Regions from separate parts of the Triticum aestivum genome. Here region 1 is linked to region 2. Evidence: chromatin contacts called from public Hi-C data. All regions are on one chromosome and are shown on one strand. The core of a region is the stretch at or near the end of the contact, and the rest is flanking DNA. Distances in the headings are between cores, read along the strand shown. Region 1 holds the start of LOC123189982 (pentatricopeptide repeat-containing protein At5g13770, chloroplastic). Region 2 holds the start of LOC123185797.

Region 1 (3,684 bases), core at 108-2,607, 270 kb after region 2:
GGCCTCTCCTCTTCACGAAGCCGTTGACGACCGTGGAGAGGACGCAGTCGGTGACCCTCAGGCCGATCTCCCTCATGTCCTTGGCCACGCCGAGCGTGTCCTCCAGTAGCCCGGTCTCGACTTGCATGATGATCACCTTCAGGAACATGTCTGGATCTCGCAGCATCCCCTTCTTCCATGCCTCGTGGTACACGTCCTCCGACGACGCCGTCTCCCGGGCGTCCGCCAGAGAGCCGATGACCGTGGAGTAGATCGCGGCGTCCGGCGAGATGCCGTCCGCCTCCATCTCCCGCAGGCACTTGAGCGCGTCCAGGGCTCTGCCTGCCCGCCCCAGCGCGTCGCAGGCGATGGTGTACGTCTCGAGGCAGGTCTCGGAGGGGTACCATTTCCGAGACCTGTACTGCTTGAACAGCGAGGCCACCGCGTCCGGCTCGCCCAGCGCCCCGAACGCCGCCATCACGGCGCGGTAGGCGTCGGCGTTCACCGACAGGCAGGCCGCCTTCATCCGCTCGTACAGCAGCACCGTGCTCCGGTACATGTGCAGCTTGTTGTACGCCTGCAGCGCGGAGCTGAAGCACACGGCGGCGGCCGGGCCCTTCTTCCCTTCGAGGACCCCGAGCACCACGTCGGCGAGGCCGAACTTCCTCGCCTTGACGCAGGTCGCGACGAGCCGCGCGCACGTCCGTCTCTCCGGGAGCACACCATAGGCCATGAAATCTTGGACCAGGTGCTCCAGCGAGCTCCACTGCTTGGACCGGAGCAGCTGGACGGTGAGCGCATTCATCGTCTTCTTGTCCGGCCGGAACTCGGGCTGCTGCAGAGCCCTCCGGTAGCACTCGAAGGCGAGCGGCTCGGTCTGCCGGTCGCTGCAGAGGCCCCGGATGAACTTGTTGGAGATGCCGAGCTTCGCAGCGTCGGGAAGCGTAGACACCGGCGCCGCCTTGGCCGGCGCCGGAGCAGAAAAAACATGGAGCTCGCCGGGCAAGTTCTTGGGCTCAAGAACGGGGGAGGCGCAGGAGCGGGAGCAGTGCAGGACGAAGGACGCAAGCTGCCGCTTGATCGTGCAGAGGGAGGTGTTGGGCGACGATCTTCTCGACGGATGGAGAGGGGGGAGGGGAGGCCAGTCGGAGTAGCATTTGGCCATGATTCGCGATGGGAACTGGAGGCTGGGAATGGAAGAACCACGCTGTTCGGGACGAAGGCACCTTATCCTGCCATGGAGGAGATTCCGTCGCGCTGGTTTTTACGGGCATCTGCTGGTGGAAACTGTCTGATTCCGACGGCTGGGATCTGGCCACGTGGGTTCTCGTAGAAATCTCAGGAAATCCATGACGTGGAGGTCCAGTTACCCGGCAAGTGAAAGCAGCTCAGATTTTGGGGCAAACGGGGGAAGCCACGGCCTCATTTGGTCGTGACTGGAGGGGCTTGGTCCACGTAGCTCGTGCCCGGTGGACAGCCACCAGTTAACTTGTGATGCTACATGTCTGAAGTGTTGGCAGGCGAAATTGGGGTCCAAGACATCATGAAAGCTGCCAACAGATTGTCCAAGGCAAAATTGGACTTGTGGTGTGGTACTTGACTTCTTTTCGGTGAAAACATCACAAATGCTAAGGCACTTACGAGAGCCACGAGATCCTGCCCATGTTCTGGCGACCCAACAGCCAGATTAAGTTCAAACATGCAATTTTCATCAATATATAGGGTTTTTTTTCCGCTTCATTGTTGGGTTCCATTGATGGGATTCAATAATTTGCTTCCCCATTTCGCACACGCAAAAAACGTCCGTCGTATAATGTAGGAATAAATAATAAACTGATTCATTTGATATTTTGTGAGAGCCGTGTCACCTTGGAAAGTGGAGTGAATATGCACAGGTGTGGATGGTGTGGCTTAGCTTGGTTGTTGTTGAAGAACAATTTTAGTTGTCGCTACACACTGGCAGAGGCAGGGGGACCGACAGTGGTCGTGCCCTCCTCCCACCCCCACTCCTCAAGCTCTCAGAAAATACACCTATGTATGCTCCTAATTCTCTATCTGTCCGAGAAAATTAGCTAGATCTAGGTGATTTATCCCCTCCTAACATTATATGACACGTTTAGCTCTATCTATGTTGAGGTTTTGGCTCCGCCACTTCTGCCACACATAGTATGATGTGCTCGCAGGGGGCATCATGAAATCGAAGGGCACATCTGAGATGGTGGCGTAGGTCAAGAGAATAATCTTAATGTCATTGTTATGCCACTCAGCGCCCATAGTGAAGAAGCTCATACTCCTCATCAACGTGGTTATGTACATTATACTTCCAATGGAAGATTCACAAGCCCCCCACCTCCGTGTCACCTCTCCCCTGGTGACTCCGGGGTTGTGGGAGTGTGCTATCTTCTCCTGCCCCTCCTTCCCGAATCATTGCTGCTACCCACGCGTCCACTGGTGAATCTCAACTAGGTGCCAAGGATGATGGATGTGCAGCATGATGGAGCCGCTTATTGGGACTCTAGAAGCACCGTGCCCCGGCTTTGTTTTATGCCCCCTTGCCGCCACCGTGCGTTGAGTCTTCCCGGACTCATCCCCCCCCCCTCACCGACACATCCCCTTTCAGTTCCAACTTCTTAAGACAATTGCCAACCCTTATCGGTGAGGACGAGCACATAAGAGACACGATTCCCCTCTAGGTAAACAATTACTCGATCCGTTTACAAGTAACCATTTTATGAAACCATCTTAAGACAATTATCAAGCATTAACTCTTTTACACTCAAGATTCTTATAAATGCACGGGTTAAGAATTCTCATTTCTTTTTTCAAGACCAACACTCTTGCTTCCATTAATATAAGTGATTAACAAGTGAAAAATATAAAAGGGAAAATTTCATCAACAATTTACCCTAAAAGATATAAGTGAACCTCAGCAATTAAATATAAGCAATACCATGCAAACGCCCCCTCTCTCTCTCTCATTACATTATTGTCTTTTATTTTTAGAATAATTGAAAAAAATGAATCTCCAAAAAAAATACACAGACTATGATAGTAAATAAGAAACGTACCTCAAGAAGATCATACTAGTTGAGGAAGAGGGGGATGTGGGGACATCCGCAAGTTTAAGACTTTTGACCTCCTTGGTTTCAAGGGGATGCAGGACTACCCCAAACTTAAAAGTCATCTTGGTCCTTCTTTTCCTATCATCTTTATGTCTTCCTTAAACCAAAAAAAGGTTGCATGAAGCGATTAGCTGTCCAAAGTAACAATAATCAAAACATGGAAGGGTCGTCTAAAGATAATATGACAGGGCTTCGCCTCGGATAATGAATAGGGCTATGTGGCGATGGCAAAACTAATGATCTCTAGATAGTTTGGGTGTTAGTAGGAATATATATAGGAGTTGCACCTAAAGGGAGCATCAATATTCGGTACGTGACCATTGGTCCCTCACAGAAGCCCATGAAGCCTATCCCCCGGTATGCCTTCTTTCCAAGGTATCTCCCGTCAACATCTTATCTTCGCCTAATTTCTTGTAGATCTTTTGGAGTTCAAAAATGTTTATGAATTCATCGACATAAAAAACAATGTTGTTCGTCTACAATTTTAGCAGGATAGTCCAAAAAATATAGAATTCCTAAATGATAGCAATTATGTAATTAAACTTCAAAAATTAATAAATACATTTTGGACATGTCACGCGTG
Region 2 (3,723 bases), core at 223-2,722:
GTGTATTGTCGCCAACCCCGTCCTAGATCATCTTGTTGTGCTCCCAAATCCATAACAATGTGTATTGTCGCTAAATCCCACGACATGTCTAGTGCCCATTTTGTTGCAAAAATAAAAATAACTCACACTTAAGAGTGTATTCTGTTTCCCCCTCCTAAAGGCAATACATCAACACCCGCCCCATTTGAAAGGAGAGACTAGGTTGTTTGGCTCTCCAATCCAAGCAGGGGCAGAGCATCATGGGGACCAAACTGGGCCATGACCCATGCGTCCCTCTCTAAAGTTAGCACGAATTTGATCTAAGAATCACAGATGGCCCGATGAGTAAGTGGCTGACCTGTCCATGACTTGTTCTTCAATCTAATTGACGCTCCACCGCTATATTTGGCGGGTTCGAGCCATTGCCTCTTGAAAAAGAGTGGTTTGACCAAGGCTAGGATCCCGGATGACTTAAAATAAACCTCCGTTCAGAAATAAGTGACGTGGTTTCACTTGATAATTCAAGAGTTTGTGCAACGTGTGCTTAAATAGAGTTTTTTTTCCTCGCATCATCACTTGAGTAGAGTTTTAGCGCATCTACAATGCAGATGCTTAAAACGGGCGCTAGGGTGATTTTTCTGGCCGTTTCGTCCGATTCCTGGCAGAGTCCAGGATTTTGGCTTGCGTGGGCGCAATTCCTGTCGTCAGGCGCTTGCCCTCTTTTTTTCCACATACAACGAACTAGGTGGTAGCGGGCGCTAACCTGATAGCCAGAATTAGCATGGAGATCTCAAGAGAATCAACACAAACTACGCCCACTACTTTTTTTGCTGCGTTGGGGAGAGCTAACGCTTGCGTACGTCTTTTGAATTGTGAGGCGTCTATAGATTACTAGGAGCGTTGGAGGCAGGGACTCTTAAACGAGCGCTACACGAAAAAACAATTTCTTTTAATTGCTTAAGCGCCTCAACAAGCGTTTAGCGTTGAAGATGCCCTTATGGTAGACTCTACCTAGAGTTGGCTGAGATAAGCAAATTAATTGTATCAGCTTTCTCCATCAATACCATATGCCACGAGAGTCTGTCGATAAGAAAATGAAGCAGGCTGCGGTCCCATACTCAGCCAATCCGAGCATGGTCAACTGATAAAGCACTCTATTTTACTCGACCCGATCCCCCATCAGAGCCGTCGACAAACAAAGATAAGGATCCAACGGTCCGAATGCGTAGCCAAAGCGTACTGCAATGGCACTATGCAAGCATAGCATACATCCCCAGGTTCCTCCCGGCTCCACCGGATGGGGACGGTCGGCACGCCTGCGGGAAAGGGGGACACACCACCCCCACCACAGTGCGCGCGCAGACCCGTCGCATCCTGCAAAGCCGTGCAAGAAAAACACGTGGATGCCTTATCCCCTCGACCCACTCCACGGAGCCTGACTGCCGCCGAGATGATAACCATCACGCCCGTATTTATCATCATCGTTTTTTAATTCCTGCTATTCTATTCTGCTACGAACTGACTTCTTTATCCCGTCCCGCGCGCATCCTCCTCTGCCACGGCTCGTCATTCATTCTTATCCTCCTCCTCCCCCGGTACCTTTATAGCTTCCGATCCCCCGCTCCGTCCTCCAAGCCATCGTCCTGCTAGCACCCGTGAACTCCAGCCATTCACGCTGCGTCGATCGTTTGGTTTGGTTTCGTGCGTTGCTGTGATCGTCTGATCTGCTCGGGAGATGGAAGCCTACATGCTGTTCCCGCGGAGCAATGGAAAGAGCTGCGAGGAGGAGCAGGAGGAGGACATCGGCTGCCCGTCCGAGTCCGGGATGTCGGCGGCCGGCTCCATGCTGTCGTCGGACGAGGAGCTCGACGACGATGCCACCTCCAGCTCCGGCTCCTCCGGATCCACCGACAACTTCCAGATGTCCTCCCTCATGGCGCAGCTCCCGCTCAAGTACGTGCTCTGCCCGGACACCGCGGTTCTTTGTAGGCTCGAGCTCGATCTTGATTGAAGCTGTGGTCTGACATGGCGTTCTTTTTCTCTTGGCGCAGGAGGGGTCTGTCCAAGTTCTTCGACGGCAAGTCGCAGTCGTTCGCGTCGCTCGCGGCCGTGGGCGGCCTGGAGGACCTGGCCAAGCCGCCGGGCAAGCGGATCAAGGCGTCCCGGAGCTGCGAGGTCGGGCTGCAGGACGCGCACCGCCGGCGCTTCGCGCGCCGCAATGCCGCGGCCTTCAAGAAGGTGTCCAAAGGGCGGCTGTCCGCGCTCGGTAGGGCGCCGGCGCTCCGGCCGCTGACGGCGAGCGCGGCGAGGCCCAAGGGCTTGCCCGTGCGGGCTCCGCTCTTCGTTTAGGAGATTTCGCCCGCAGATTAGTCGTGTCGTCGGTTGTGGCGTGCTCGAAGAGCAGTTGGTGCGGTTGTTACGTGGATTTTGACATGGTAACTGACCGGATGGTGGCCGGCTGGTCAATGGATGTGTAAATACAGAAATGAGAAACATGCCTTGTTCCGTTTCGAATGCCAACTTATGGCTCTCGTTTTGATGAACTAGTCAAAAATGTGGCAAAATGTGAAATGCTAGTCCTAGAACCAAATAACCCTTTAGTTTCACCACTCGTCTAGTAAGCAAGTTAGACATAGTATCTATGTTGTTCTTCACATTAAGGACAACTCTAATCAATCTCAAAAGTTAACTCAAACCCCAATTAACTTCCAAAGCGGGGTCCCAGAACTGTTAACTCCCCCAAAACTCAGTATATTGGAAGGTTGGTTTCTTTGAACTACGAAAACGAATATATTTAGGAACCAAAGGAGTAATCAAGTAATCAATCCCTAAAACTTAGCTCCCAATATTGTTCTTTTCCAATTTGTCTCATTATTGTAGATGTAATCTTATTTCGACTTCATTCCAACGACATACTCCTTTCGTTTCTTTATATAAGGTGTATTTGTCATTTCTTTTAGTTCCTCGTAATTCCAGTTTTAGCCCTCTAGAAAAAGAAAAATATTTTTTTCCGATTGTGTGCATCTCTTTTTATAGCAAAAGAACGAAAGTCTCTCTCTCGATTGCATGTATCTCTTACTTTTCTGAACAAGTTGATTTACTTACCACAAGCCAATATATTTGCTAAAGGTAATTTCGTCCTAGCATGTATATAATTATGTGCCTTGGTCATCGTATCAAAAATAATACACCTTAAATAACGAAACAGAGGAAGTATTTAATAAAACATTGATGTTTGGAGGTACGCGTTTCAATATTTCAAATGTCAATGTACGAGATAAAATTCAAATCACACATATTCATAGATTACGCTGGAAGCAACAACATAGTTTAACCACCGGCAAGAACATAAAAGGGTGATGTTCATCGAAAAGAAACGGGAGGAACATTGAGTGTAGACCAACCACTAGCATTGTGGTTTCGAGTTCCCCGAAAATCTCACGACGCGGTTACTCAAATTATTTTGCCATGTCATCCAATCGTTAAACATGCATGAGCAGGGGCGCTTATTCTCGCTCCTTCATCCTGTTCGTCTCTGCCTCGGCGACAATCCTCAACCTTTCCTCCTAAAGGGAAAGCTTCTTCTCCTCTATCGCAAGCTTCTTCACCTCGATTGTCGCCTTCCTCTCCCCGGTAGCTCCCATCACCTTCGGTCGTTCCTCCTCTAGCAGCGTAAGTCCATCCATACACCTTGCCATCTTATCTTCCTTATCATTGACCATTAACTGTGTCTTCCTCTGCAAC

What was found. A called contact is a pair of places that touch in the nucleus more often than the background predicts.
Region 1: a contact with region 2 is called in a Hi-C map of leaf, with 2.7 times the contacts expected there. The contact joins the promoter of LOC123189982 here to the promoter of LOC123185797 in region 2. A contact is called at or near these places in 2 of 5 Hi-C or Micro-C datasets (both in leaf) and 1 of 1 datasets of contacts at active chromatin or transcription factors (leaf).

What each region holds. Positions count from the first base shown.
Region 1 is chr2A:647,447,940-647,451,623 of IWGSC CS RefSeq v2.1, forward strand. It overlaps LOC123189982 (pentatricopeptide repeat-containing protein At5g13770, chloroplastic), which reads right to left and starts at 1,358. Exons shown (of 1, transcript XM_044602522.1): 1 at 1-1,358. The coding sequence starts at 1,144.
Region 2 is chr2A:647,176,567-647,180,289 of IWGSC CS RefSeq v2.1, forward strand. It overlaps LOC123185797, which reads left to right and starts at 1,473. Exons shown (of 2, transcript XM_044597620.1): 1 at 1,473-1,932; 2 at 2,031-2,499. The coding sequence starts at 1,715. The coding sequence ends at 2,328.